Linked DNA regions of Ovis aries: region 2 is linked to region 1. A link is a contact called in public Hi-C data. All regions are on one chromosome and are shown on one strand. Each heading gives the region's core, a stretch centred on a gene start, on an enhancer-like site or on the middle of the called end of the contact. The rest is flanking DNA. Distances are from core to core; before and after follow the strand shown.

Evidence for each region. A called contact is a pair of places that touch in the nucleus more often than the background predicts.
Region 2: a contact with region 1 is called in a Hi-C map of tail adipose tissue, with 4 times the contacts expected there. The contact joins the promoter of DRC7 here to the enhancer-like site in region 1. A contact is called at or near these places in 12 of 16 Hi-C or Micro-C datasets (blood, hypothalamus, liver and 6 more).

What each region holds. Positions count from the first base shown.
Region 1 is chr14:25,145,258-25,151,956 of ARS-UI_Ramb_v3.0, forward strand. ADGRG5 (adhesion G protein-coupled receptor G5) reads left to right here. Exons shown (of 12, transcript XM_060397976.1): 12 at 283-2,037. The coding sequence ends at 383. Among named protein-coding and RNA genes, the nearest start is that of ADGRG5, 29 kb to the left of the region's middle. Within about 2 kb of position 4,709, at least 4 of the 54 cell types and tissues checked have an H3K27ac peak or open chromatin away from gene starts, as enhancers often do.
Region 2 is chr14:25,266,962-25,274,281 of ARS-UI_Ramb_v3.0, forward strand. DRC7 (dynein regulatory complex subunit 7) reads left to right here and starts at 3,314. Exons shown (of 15, transcript XM_060397978.1): 1 at 3,314-3,340; 2 at 6,455-6,686; 3 at 7,271-7,320. The coding sequence starts at 3,319. LOC121816487 (a long non-coding RNA gene) reads right to left here. Exons shown (of 2, transcript XR_006056109.2): 2 at 4,662-5,018.

The DNA.
Region 1 (6,699 bases), core at 3,459-5,958:
CAAGTCAGGGGCTGAAGTTTGGCCCCAAACAGGCTGGTTTGGGGCTACGCCAGCCCACAGAGAGGGGGCACCACCTTGTAATTTGCACAAAGGCAACCTACGGGCTTGCAGCTGGTCCTCCAGCTCCTGCGCTCCATCCCTTTTGACTTCCTAGAGTGAGGGCTTCTGAACATGACTCCTGGGCCTCAGGGAGGCCCGGCTCACTCCGACCGAGAAGGCGCCTGGGTTTGAAGGGAGGCCCCAGGCAGCTCTGTGCTCCCGCTGACCAGTCTTTTCTTGCAGGTTTCTTCCTCTTCCTGTGGTTCTGCTCTCAGAGGTGCCGCTCAGAGGCAGAGGCCGAGGCAGAGATGGAGGTTTTCACCTCCTCCCAGATGGTGCAGTAGCCTGGACGACCTGGACTTCTGGCCCGGAGCTCCCAGCCTCTCTGGCTGCCTGCAGAAGAGAAGATGGCAGGCCCGCTGCTGGAGGCCAGAGGCCACTGTCGCCTCTTGAGGGCCTTTTCCACCTCCGCGGCTTCCCCAGGCCCAGAGGGCAGGATGTTGCTCTGCCTCCTCTGGCATTCTGCTCCGAGGCAGGTCAGCCCCACGTGGGGGCAGCCAGCTCGCCCCTGGTGCCTCGGCCCAGCTGGCCAGGCCTGTGACCAGAGCACTGGTCGTGGAGTCAAAAGGTCATGTTTCAGCGCCTGGCTCTGAGTCTCACTATCTGACCTTGGACCTGTCATTTCTCACTGACCCTCGGTTTGCACATCTGTGACCTGGGGACAGATGACTCTGGTCTTGCCCTGTCCCAGAGCTCTATGCAGATTGAATGAGACCAGGGAGGAAGAGGTCATAGTAGGGTGGGGGCAGCTGGCCTAGGGCAGCTGGGGGCAGGGTCTTGACCAGCTGGAAAGGCTCTGCTTCCTTCCTTGGGGAGAGGGTCATCCCAGGCCGGGAGTCCCCAGCCCAGTGCTTAGAGACCCACCTAGTGCTTGAGACCTCATCAGCCTGTGTCCAAAGTTTCTTTTCCGTTTGCTCCCAGATTATGTGGACTAACTCCACGCCCACCTTTCCTGAAGACCAGAAGATCCTGTCCTGCCCAGAGGCTCCTCCTCCAGTGCTCCCCAGGCCCCTATAGGCCATTTAGACTAGTGACTGGGGCCATAGGACTTCCTGGGGGTGGGAAGGGAGTGCCTCGTTCCCCTCCACCTGAGCTCCAGTGGCCAGGCATTTTGAGGACTGGGCAGGTTTGAATTTCCCCTGGTAGGTGTGAGGATGTGTGTTCTAAATCTCACATTTGTTGGTCTATACTCTTGGAGCTGGGAGGCGCCTACAGTATTTATAAATTGGTATAAATTATGCAAGTCTCTTGTCATGCTGCACATTCTTGTTTTCTCCTTATTTGCTATGTTAGCTGTCACTGTTGCAGAGAATCACCATTGCCCTTGACTGGTCCTGATGGAGATCACTCCTGAAGCCAGCGCATTTCCCAGGAATCCCACCAGGGGGCGATGTTGGCCCACATCAGAAGCCGGTGGGTCCAAAACCAATGGAGATGCTGCGGTCGCCTGTCTGGGGAGATGACACACCTGATGGAGAGGCCCTGCCTCCAGGACTGTGCGTGCTGAGTGACCAGCAGGAGGAATGCCAGTCCTGCCTACATAGCCACTTCTCTTTCCCAACACAGCCGCCCGCTCTGGCTCTTGGTGTCTTGTGCTCTGGGCATATCTGGCGCTGGAGCAGTGGGCTGGGACGGGGTCTCAGTGACTGGCTCCGGGCCATCAGACAGATTTTGGTGACTTTGAACATCACAGGGCGGGAACTGGAGCCAGATCCCTTTTCTCCGAGGGGGGCCTTCTGCCCTCTGTTCATTTCTTACACAAATAATGGTTCAATTCCAGAGCTGGACGGCTGGAGCTCAAATGCCAGCCCTGCCACTTGACAGCTGTGTGACCACGGAAAACCATTCCACCTGTCTGCGCCTGAGTTTTCCCTCTGTAAGACAGGGGCAATAGTAATACCTGTTTAGGAGGGTAAATAAAATAATCCATATAAAGAGGCTTCAGTTCAGTTCAGTCGCTCAGTTGTGTCCGACTCTTTCCAACCCCATGAATCGCAGCACGCCAGACCTCCCTGTCCATCACCAACTCCCGGAGTTCACTCAAACTCACGTCCATCGAGTCGGTGATGCCATCCAGCCATCTCATCCTCTGTCGTCCCCTTCTCCTCCTGCCCCCAATCCCTCCCAGCATCAGAGTCTTTTCCAGTGAGTCAACTCTTCGCATGAGGTGGCCAAAGTACTGGAGTTTCAGCTTTAGCATCAGTCCTTCCAGTGAACACCCAGGACTGATCTCCTTTAGAATGGACTGGTTATAAAGAGGCTCAGCAGAGGGTAAGTGCTCAGTGCATGGTTACCGCTATCATTCATATTTGTTATTATTGTTAGCAGTGCCACCTGAGTTTCGGAGGCTGATCCATCTAAGGTCCAGCTCCTCTCTGGGCACATCTTGTGTCCCTTGGCTTTACCACTTTCCCCAGAGCTGCCTCTGCCCCAGCCTTGCTGGCCTTTGGTCATTTTAGGAACATTCTCCACGTGGTACAGCCTCCAGGCCATTGCCACCGATCACCCTACCCCTCTGTTCCCCAATTCTCTGATCTAGTGATATTCTCAGGGGCTCAGTTATCGTGTCTCCCATGAAATCTCTCCAATTTTCCCACAGAGAAGGTCTCTCTCCCACCTTACTCCAGGCAGAGTGTCCCCCTGCCTCTATCAGGGTGCTGTGAGCCCCCATCCAAGCTCCCCTGGTTTGGCCAGCTCTGGCTTGTACCCGGCTCCCCAGGCCTTGGGATGAGTCCCCATTCCAATGAGGGTCCCGAGGATCATGGGAATCTTCAGCCCCTCTCTTGGGCAGCTCCAGGGAGCGGTGTCCCAGGCTGACTCCGCAGCCCAGTAAAGCAGGGCCTTGCCTGGGAGTTCCCTCCCCCATCCCCACCCCAGCGCAGACCTGGCCTGTTAGATCCTACCAAGCCTGGGCTGCCAACGGAGGATTTGGCCACAGTGACACGGAATGGGGCTAGTAAATCTAGGAGACAGCCCCAGGCATGTGGCCTGAGCCCGGTTGGGGTTCATGCTCTGGGCAGGGACCGCTTCCCAGAAATGCCCCAGCTGGGTGTGGGGGCAGGGATGAGGGAGCCCTTGCAGGGCCTTCGTGTCCTCCTCTCACTCCCAGCAGGGTCCTGGCCTTGCCCGGACTCCACATCGGGCGCAGCGCTCAGGGGCTTCCAGACTTAGCAGGAAGATGGCGGGGGTCGTGTCTGGGCAGGGCCGCTGCTCAGGGCCAGAGACTCCAAGGAGGCACCTGGTGAGGGATGACAAGTCGATGCCAGAAGGGCCGCAGACTAGCAATTTCTGTGTTGCTTTGCTGCTGTTTTTTCAGAAAGGCATAGTGTGTGTACGGGGGGAGGAGTGTTGAATGAGGGTTGCCCAATAAAGCACAAGATGCTTGATTTGGGGGACAGATACAAAAAAAGTTCACTGTTTATCTGAAATTCAAATTTCATCCTATAGATCTCCATCGGCCTATTTTTCCTTTAGTTCTTTGGCTAAGCCTGGCCACATGCTCTTTTTGAGCATAATTTTTGGCCGCTCTGGGTCTCGTTACTGTGCACACTCGTTGCAGAGCACTAGGGCCAGCTGTGCACGGGCTTCTCACTGGTGACTTTTGCTGCGGGGCACGGGCTCTAGAGCTCTTGGGCTTCAGTAGTTGTAGCGCCGGGGCTCAGCAGTGGCGGCGCACAGGCTTAGTTTATGCTACTTAGGAAGGAGCACTGGCTCGGGGGCCTGGGGCGTGCAGTCTTTACCCTTCAATCTAACCACCGTGTGCCAACTGGGGAACCCTCTGAGTCCTGAGCCCCACTCAGGGCTTCTCTTCCCGGGCTCCCCTTGCCAGTCAAGGCTGCCACCAGGATGCTCGAGGGCTCTGCCTTCTGGTGCTCCTCCCATCGACCGTGGTCCAGACCCGGCCTCCATCCTCCTCTCCACAGCCCTCCCTAGCTTCCCACTCCCAGTCTGAGCTTTACTCAGACGCCAGAGGGAATTTTTTCATCCTGTAAGCTGACATGTTTTTCTCTGCTGACACCCTTCCATACCCTCCCCCTCCTCATAGTCAAACTTCCCACTGGAGCTCGAAAGGCCCTGGGGGTCCTACCTGTGCTCACGTCTCCCACCATTCCTTCCTTGTCCTCCTTGTTGCCATACTCAACTACTTCACATTCTCTGAACAGGTCTTTCTCACCTTCAGGCCTTGTACAAGCTTCCCGGAACACTGTCCCTCAGGTCCTTCATTTGCAGAAATATGACTACACACCCTAATGGTCTCAGTCTGGCAGCCTCTCCTGATTTCTCTGTCTGGACCAGGAAGCTGCCCTTGACCGGTAAAGCTGATTTTGGAGAGATAGCAGTGAGCAGTCCTGAAGAGAGATCTTAGTTCTCTGCCCAGGAATCGAACCTGGGTAAGCCTGGATGAAAACCAGGAATCCTAGTTCCCAGGGGTGGAGGTGAGATGCAAAGTGACCCTGGCTCTTTCTTCCCATTTGAAAGCAAGAATGTTTCAAGAAGACAAAAACTGTAAAAACAGGTACAAAGTTTATTATTAGAGACACAGCATAAGGTGTGGGAGTGCAAACAGAAGCAGTTTGTTTATTTAAGACAGAAGCAAGGCAGAGACACACGCCTGGAGTGCTGGCGTCCTGAATGAGGGGCGTGGTAAAGAGGCGATTCAGATCACTTCTACAGGACAGTCCTTCCGGGTCTTTGTTTACATTTGGCCAGTTGTTTCATTTTTTTCTTTATACCTGACTGGTCCTAGCACCCTCCCCAAGATGCCTGTGCAACTGTTTGCTAAGATGGATCCTACAGCAGAGGCCTGTGGGGGCATTCCATGCTTCTTATGGAGGGTGCCCCCTTCCTTTTTGACCCCCAGGGAGACTTCCTGCTCCTTCCTGCTCCCCAATGTCCTTCCTGGACATTACACACATGCACGTGTGCAGATAGGAAAGTGTTTCTGACCTCAGGAGCAGGCACCTTATCTCTTCACTTTAGCAGAGCTCAGCTTTTGCAACTAGCTTTGCCCTTGGAGTACCTGGGTGAGAACAAAGCTTCAGTTTTACTCCACTTGACAAACACCAGCTGTCCAGCCCAGGGGCCCTATCTATCTCCTACCTCAAAAGCTAGGATGGCTTCTTTTGGCTCCACAGCCTTTGCCCTTCCCTCATGATAGTAGTTGTGGATATCCATATCATTTAAAAAGTAAATGTTATCATCTGCCAGTTTACTTTGACCAATCTGACTTTTAAGAATTGATAGACTAGGGAGAAGCTGACAAATCCTCCAGCAACGTGGAATGTTTCAAATGCTTCTCTCTTTTATTCAAAAAAATATATTATTTTATTTGGCTTTGCTGGATCTTAGTTGGAGCACGTGGGATCTAATTACCTAACCAGGGAACACGGAGTTTTAGCCGCTGGACCATCAGGGAGGTTCCTCAGATGCTTCTCTTAATTACGGATGGCAAAGCTGAACAAACTAGCCAAGACACAGAAGATCGGAATGACATAAGAAACAGATTTGATGTAACGGACATTAATTGAATTTTGTCTCCCGTGATCAGATTCTCCTTAAGCCCTTAAGGGCTATCTTTAAAACCTGACAGTCGACTAGATTAGAAAGCAAGCTTCAAAAAAAACTGCAAAGAATTGCTATTAGACCACATTCTTTGAACTCGATGAAGTGGAGCTAGTAATAACAAAAATGTAATTTAAAAATCCCCATGTGTTTGGAAATTTGTCACTGGGATAAACAAATTGACCAAAGGCATGGAAAGGAGAGCCTGGAAGCAAGAGAAGGCATATGTGGGACTCTGGTGTCTGACAGTGGAAGCTGGCAGACCAGGGAAGCGGGGGACCATGCGGAGCGGGTGACACGTGTGGGGAAGTCCTCTCAGATCTCAGCCTGACACTGGACTCAAGAATCAGCTCTAGGGACTTCCCTGGTGGTCCAGTGGTTAAAACTCGGGGTTCCACTGCAGGGGGCGCAGGTTCAATCTCTGGTTGGGGAACTAAGATCCCACATGCCTTGCCGAATGGCCAAAAATCTGGAAAACAAAACAAAACAAACAAAAAAAAACCCACCCAAAACCAAAAATAAAAACAAAACCCCAAAAAACAAGAATCAGCTCTAGATGAATTAAGGGTTTACATGTCAAAAGCACACCTTTAATACTATTTGAAGAAAATATAGATTAACATCTTTCTGACTTCAAGATGGGGCAAGAATCTTTAAAGAAAACATCAAAAAAGTGTTAACCATGATGAAAAGCCAGATACAATTGACCACATGCTAATTTGTGTTTGAGACAGAAGCCATGGGGCTTCTTTTCTATATCTGTGATGTAGAAAACAAACATGGTTACCAGGGGGAAAGGCAGGGGAGGGATAAATGGGAGACCGGATTGACATACACACGCTACTACATAGATTCAAGAGAACTGAGAAGAATCTACTGTAAAGCACAGGGAACTCCCCTCAATATTCTGTAATGACCTATATGGGGAAAGAATCTAAAAAAAGGAGTGGCTATATGTTACGTGGGCTTCCCAGATAGTGCTAAAGCATCCACCTGCCAGTGCAGGAGCCACAAGAAACCTGGGTTCGATCCCTGGGT
Region 2 (7,320 bases), core at 2,064-4,563, 120 kb after region 1:
ATATGAAAGGGTTTCCCTGGTGGTCTGGTGGTTAAGAATCTGCCTGGCAATGCAGGGGGTGTGGGTTCGATTCCTGGTCCAGGAAGATCCCTTGCCCCTTGGTCTACATGCCGCGGGGCAACAAAGCCTGTGGGCCACAACTCCTGAGCCCGTGCACCCTAGAGTGCGTGCTCTGAAACAAGAGAAGCCACCACAATGAGAAGCCCACGGACTGCAACTAGAAAAAGATGCACAGCAATGAAGACCCAGCACAACCAGAAGTAAGTAAATAAGTAAAAATTTTAAAAACTAAATAAAATAAATTTTATATTAAGGCATATAGGTGTCAAATAGCTAAGTCATCCTTAATGAAAGAGGGCATAGAAGGAAGAACTGACCTGCAGATATAAAGAGTGTACAAGGCCATAGTGGTAAATTCAACGTGGAGTCTATGCAGGGATAGACATGAAGACCAGTGGAATAGAACAGACGGCTCCATGGCAGACACATGTATACCCGGGGACTTACTGTATGACGAGAGTGACATCACGCACGAGGAAGGGACAAATGATCTGATGATGGTGTTGGAAAATTAACTCATCGTAAGGGGAAAAATAAAACAAAATCCCTACTTAACTGCTCATACAGAGATGGACTTCCAGCAGAGTAAAGGTCTAAATGGCGTGGCAAAATTACAAAGTTAACATAGGAAAATGTTTTTTATTGGAGTATAATTGCTCTACAATGTTGCGTTAGTTTCTGCTGTACAACAAGGTGAATCAGCTGTATACATATATCCCCTCTCTCTCGAGTTTCCCTCCCATTCCCCATCCCACCCAACTAGGTCATCGCAGAGGGGAAAATATTTTTGTGACTTAAGTGCAAGAAAGGACTTTTTAACCAAAAATTCATAAGTGCAAAACATCAGACCAAAACTTGATAGACTCAGATACATCAAAATTAAAGTTTTCTGTTTAATGAAGGTCACTACTGGCAAGGTTAGTGGACCTGTGACAGAATGGAGGGAGGCATTTGCAGCATCTGGAACCAGGGATTAACACCTGGAAGTCCTGTAAATCCAAACAAGATAATTCTGCAATAAAGAAAAATGGGTTGAGTTTTTAAAAGACAGTTTCAGAAGAAGAAACCCTTGAAGCTAACACATTAGCACATGAAGACAGATTTTAAATCTTTAGTAATCAGAGAGGCACATGCTCAAATGACAATAAGATCTTGTTGTACCCCTATGAAACTGGCAAACATCAGGAAGGGAGTGAATATCAGCTGCTGGTGGGGGCAAGTACCAGGCTCCCTCAGGCATTGTGGGAGGTGGAGAGAGTGTAGGTTTCACCACCTGAAAAAGAAGTGCAGTGTTGCTGCTGAGCCAGCAGTCCTGCTCCTGGTTCTTTAGCCCAGAGATACACTTGCAGGTCTAGAAGGGACTCCACCAATGACATGCGTGGCATTATCTGTGAATAATGGGAGTTGATAGCAAAGTGGGGTGTCCATGGCTGGGAGAGTAAAGAGGAAATTAATGTGGGTGGATCTTTTTTCTTTTTAATAAATTCTGGTGCGGCTTTTGTTTGTTTGTTTAATATTTATTTATTTTCTTTGTTCATTTGGCTATGACAGGTCTTAGTTGGAGCATGCAGGATCTAGTTCCCTGACCAGGGATCAAACCCAGGCCCCCTGTTTTGGGAGCCCAGACTCTTAGCCACTGGACCGCCAAGGAAGTCCAGTGGGTGGATGTTAAAAACACAGATCTTAGCAAGTGTCTAAGAAACAGAAAAATATTAATACAATATCATTAACACCAATTAAAAATGCTGACAGCATGAAAAAGAATGCTCGTTTGGTGGGGAGTTGGGGAGCGTCCGAATGATGCCTATGTGGGCTGGGAATGGGTAAAGAGGAATAAACAACTATGTGGAGGAAATTAGGTGTTGCACGAGACAAAAGGAAAAAGGAGACCTATGTTCCATTCCGCCAGTGGCGCATATCACATTTTCCTTTTCCTCTTCCCTTCCTGGCTGCCTCCCAGGTGAATTCCCCAGAGAGGTAATTCCAGGATGAACTCCAGGACTGAAGTCCACATGCCATCTTAGGAATTTTCCCTCCATCTAATTTATCCTTCTCACTTTATTTTATATGACTGCATAATGTTCCAGCCAGAAGAAAAAAAATTGTTCTTTATTATCAAGAATTGAGGTGATGCCTACATTTTCACCAATAGCAGCAACTATACAATCTCGTCCAGACATCTGCAGGATTTCTCTGGACCCCACGGACCCCGACAAGGCAGCATCACAAGTTTTATGGGCCCTTTCCTTCAAAAAAAAAAAAAAAAAGAAGTTATCTTTTGTGACTACATTGGTACGAAGACAAATATAATCCCAGGTGGACTCATAATGTGCATTATTGGTCTATTCATTTTTTCCTTGGAATTTAAAAGAAATTAAAGTAAGCAATTTCATGGGCCACTAACTTAACAAGTAAGTTTTCCCTGTGCCATGAGATTTATACTAAATCAGTGGTCCAGCCTCGACTAGAACCAGGACTTGGGCAGCCTGACTCTGTCCACAATGACAGGCGGGCCATGCCAGGACACACACTGCTTTCTATCTGTTTGATGAAGGCCATACTGAGCATGCAAGCGGAAGCAGTGCTGTCCTGGTAAATGTTTAACAACACTTGATGAGAGAAATCTCTAGTATTCTTGCCTGGAGAATCCCATGGGCAGAGGAGCCTAGCAGGCTACAGTCCACAGGGTCGCCAAGAGTCAGACACGACTGAAGCGACTTAGCACGCGTGAGAAGAGAAAAAGTCCTTTTCTGCAGCATTTGCCAGTCTCTGTGGTATAAGTAAGCTCATGGACCATTTTAAGCTACCTATGTGACATCACTGAACAGAGCTGGAAAAAGATGCAGAGCAGCTTACCCTTACATAATATTTTCATCGTATAGATAACAATAGGGACAAATAACCTCTGGAGCTCAGATAACAATAAAATGCAGTAAAATAATTAGGAAGTGATGAGTTTTGAGTACTTCTTACCTCTGCTTTTAGTATAGTCTATTTACTTGTATGTTTTTATAATTTAAATTTTACTAATGACAGGGTTCATCAGTGGGTTCACAAACATTCCTAAAGCTTTAACCATCAGTTCTTGCAAACTGGCACATGAGCTGCTTCCAGCCCACCGCTGGCTGAGGGACATACTGCAGTGGGTCTCCTGGACCCAGACCTGGTTAGTGACAAAAGACTACATTTCCCAGAAGCCTCCTCTCCCAGGACCTGCCCTCGGCCTGGAAAGCTGTTACCATGGAGACAGGCTAACAGATGGTACAGGCTGTCCTCAAGGGTGAGATGGGAGCTGGGGTGTGGGGTGGCTGAACCCCACCTGGCAGGGAGGAGGGCAAGGGCGTGGGCTCTGGTGGTAAGGGGGATTCTTCTGCCTGGGGCCTATCAACCCCAAACTTTCTGGGGAAGTTTTCAGTGTGTGTGTGTGTGTGTGTGTGTGTGTGTGTGTGTGTGTGTGTGTGTGTGTGATGGTGAAGAGAAGGTTGTTGCTGGGGAGAAAGACTCAGGGAAGGGCTTGTGGGGTGGGGAGCGCTGCTGGGCACAGAGTTGGAGGAACTTTAAGGCGGGACTGCCTTCCCCAAACTGTGCTTTAGCTGACGGGGCAGGCTGATGCAGGGAATAAGCGTTGCAAGTCCTGGCTCAGCACCTCTGATGACGTGTTCTGTGACCTTGGCTTAGAGCCCATTTCAGTGGCTGCCCACTGACACCTTGGCCTCCTCGCCTCCTATGTCTTTCCTTACTCACTCCCCCTCCACTAAACCATCCATTCCTTCTAGTATTTTTACATTTTATTAGGCCCTTAAATGCATGGATTTCAGAGCCAGAAATATACAGGTTCATGTATATTTCTGCTCCTTACTAGTTCTGTGACTTTAGGGCAAGCACTTAACCTCTCTAGGCCTCAGTGTTCTCCTCTGAAAAGTGGGTATCATAACAGTATCTGCCTCATAGGGTCCGTAATGGAAAAACTCAGTCTTCCACCTTCTGTGTGTCTCCTTTACTTCTCAGAAAAAACCCTTTGCTTCTGACACTTCTGGTACCAAATATGTGGGTTTTCCCCTCACTGAGTAATTCCTCTTTGAAATATTCATTTATGTATTTGGCTACCTCAGTTCTTAGTTGCATCGCACACAGATCTACATTGCGTCCTGTGGGATCTTTCTTTGCAGCTCAAGGACTCCCTAGTCGTGACGCGTGGGCTCAGTAGTTTTGAGGAATGGGCTTAGTTGCTCCACTGCACGTGGGATCTTAGTTCCCTGACCAGGGATCAAACCGACGTCCCCCGCATTGCAAGGAGGATTCTTAACCACTCGACCACCAGGGAAGTCCCAAGAAATGCTCCATGACACCACTTGGGTGTCCTACAATTCAACTCAATTCTGACACTACCTCCTTGGAGTGGCATCAGATCCCACAGGTTAAAGACTCAGTCCCACAAGACTCTTCCCACTCACTCCAGATGCCAATAGCAAGCAAGTAGTCGGTCCCGGGTTACCCACAACTTCTGTTCAATGCAGCTACCGATTGGGGGTTCCCATGACCCCTCTCTCGGGTTCTATTTATTTGCTAGAGAGGCACAGAGAACTCAGGGAAACACCTCATTACATTTACCAGTTTATTAAAGGACACAGTAGAGGACACAGATGGCCAGGCAGGTGAAGAGATACATAATGCGAGGTCTGGGGAGGTCTGTGAAGGTCCCGAGTGCAGGAGCTTCTGTCCCCGAAGAGGACATTGCCTTTCCAACCTGGAGGCTCTCTGCACATCCTACTGTTGAGAGTCTTATGGAAGCTTCCTCACAGAGGCTTGATCAATTATTGAGCCCATTTCTACTCTTCTCTTGTCTCTGGAGAATGGAGGAGGGGCTGGAAATTCCAAGCTTCCAGCCACGGCTTGGTCTTTCTGGTGACCAGAAAGACTCCCCATCAGGGAGTCATCCAGGGGGTCACCCAGCCTTGCTGAAACAGAAAAAAAAAAAAAGAAAAAGATGTGCCTGGTGTTATCACTTCGGGAATTATAAGGGGACAGGATCTTTGGTCCACTGTAGTGAGGCTGGGCTCTCTGGCTGCAGACAAGGCCTTCCCTAGGGCGCATGAGCATATATGGCATTTCAGTGTCCATCCACCCCCCACCAGCCCCCACAAAGGTCCTCCATCCTGAGAGATGACGCAAGGGCTTGGCCAGAAGACTGTAGGCTGTGTCACTGACGCCTGCCCCTTATTCAGGTGCCTTAGAGGCAGCCCCATTCTTGCCCTCTCTGTGTTCCAAGTATGGTGATGTTACCTCTTTTTTTTTCTTCCTTGCTGTTATGAATGGCGCCAGAGGTAAAGAATCTGCCTGCTAATGCAGGAGATGTAGGAGACACAGGTTCAACACCTGGCTTGGGAAACAACAACTGTTTGTCTCCAGTGTTGCCAACCATGGTGCCACCCAGTCTCGTGAGGCACTGGGAACCAGCCCTGTTAGCAACTTAGTGACTGAGCATATAGGTGTCATATCTAAGAGGTCTAAAAGATAATTATGAATAAGTTTCTTTGAATTTAGACTTACTGGACTAAGCATAAATATATTTAATAGGAAACTTCATAATACTCGGAGAAGGCAACGGCAACCCACTCCAGCACTCTTGCCTGGAAAATCCCATAGACGGAGGAGCCTGGTGGGCTGCAGTCCATGGGGGTCTCGAAATCGGACACGACTTCACTTTCACTTTCACTTTTCACTTTCATGCATTGGAGAAGGAAATGGCAACCCACTCCAGTGCTCTTGCCTGGAGAATCCCAGGGACGGGGGAGCCTGGTGGGCTGCTGTCTATGGGGTCGCACAGAGTTGGACACGACTGAAGCGACTTAGCAGCAGCAGCAGCAGCCAGAAGGAGAAAGTAACTGGCTGAATAAATATACAAAAAGCAAAGCAAGGTTAATAAGTGTCAGCTACCTGCTCCTGCCCTGACAATAGTCTCAACGTGTGCCCTGCGACATCTCTGCCTCAAGGGGAAATCTGCAAATGTCAGAAAGGTGTTACAGGCGTACTTGCACCATGTGGAGACTTTCTCTCTGATGGAAAGGACGTTTAAGAGGGTCTTGCCTCCTCCCTTTGTGCCCTAAACCAGCAGTCCCCAACCCTTCTGACACCAGGGACCAGTTCATGGAAGACAATTTTTTCATGAACCAGGGGTGGAGGGAAGTGGTTTCAGGATGATTCATTTATTGTGTAATTTATTTCTATTATTATGACATCAGCTCCACCTCAGATCATCAGACATTAGATCCTGGAGGCTGGGGACCCCTAAATTCTAAAGCACATCAAAGCACCACCCAAGGACACAGGTGGTGTCATTGACTCCATTCTGGCCTGAAACTGGCCATTCTGAGTGCATTTAACCCTCCTGCAGCGACCTCCTCTCTAGACAGTCAGAGACACGCCAGAATGGAGGTCCTGAAGGAGAAAGTGGAGGAGGAAGAGGCGGCGGAGCGAGAAGAAGCAGCCGAGCGGGCCGAGAGGGGAGAGAAAACAAAGAGGCCGATGGAGGTGCGGAGAGGGGAAACCACCATGACGCAGGAGATGCTCAGAGACCTGGAGAGGAAGCTGTCAGAGATCGAGGTCTCTGTCCCGGAGAAGATCTTGTGAGTGTCAGGGATGGGGAGGGAGGGGGCTATGGCCCAGCCACCCTGGCGGGGGTCAGACCAGGGCTGGGCAGAGAGAGAGAGCAGGTCCGAATGGTGATGCCGGGGCTGGGAGGCAGCACGGGGACCCACAAGGAGGCGGTTAGAGTGAGGACCAGGCTTTCAGGCTGTCTGGGCCAAGTCTCCACTCTGCCCCTCCCTAACTGTGCGACCTTGGGCAAGCCGCTCAGCCTCTCTGCATCATTTCCCTCATCTGTTTAAATGGGCAGCTGATCAACCCAGTGCTCGGTGACAGCCTAGAGGGGTGGGATGATGGAGAGGGGAGGGAGGTTCAAGAGGGAGGGGACCTGTGTACCCTTATGGCTGTTGTGCAGCAGAAATCAACACAACATCGTAAAGCGACTATCCTCCAATTAAGAGCAGATTTAAAAAGAGCAGCTGATAGAAAGGCATTTCCCTCCTAAGTAGTCACGAGGGTTAATGAGGAGTAGAGCAGCTAGTAGTGGCAACTAAGGTAGACGGAGGGCTCCCTGTGTGCCAGGCCCAACCCCACGCAGGCTGATACCACCCTCTTGTGGACACAGGACCTTCACCAAGGACACTATCGACACCTCCAAGCTGCCCCTTTCCTACC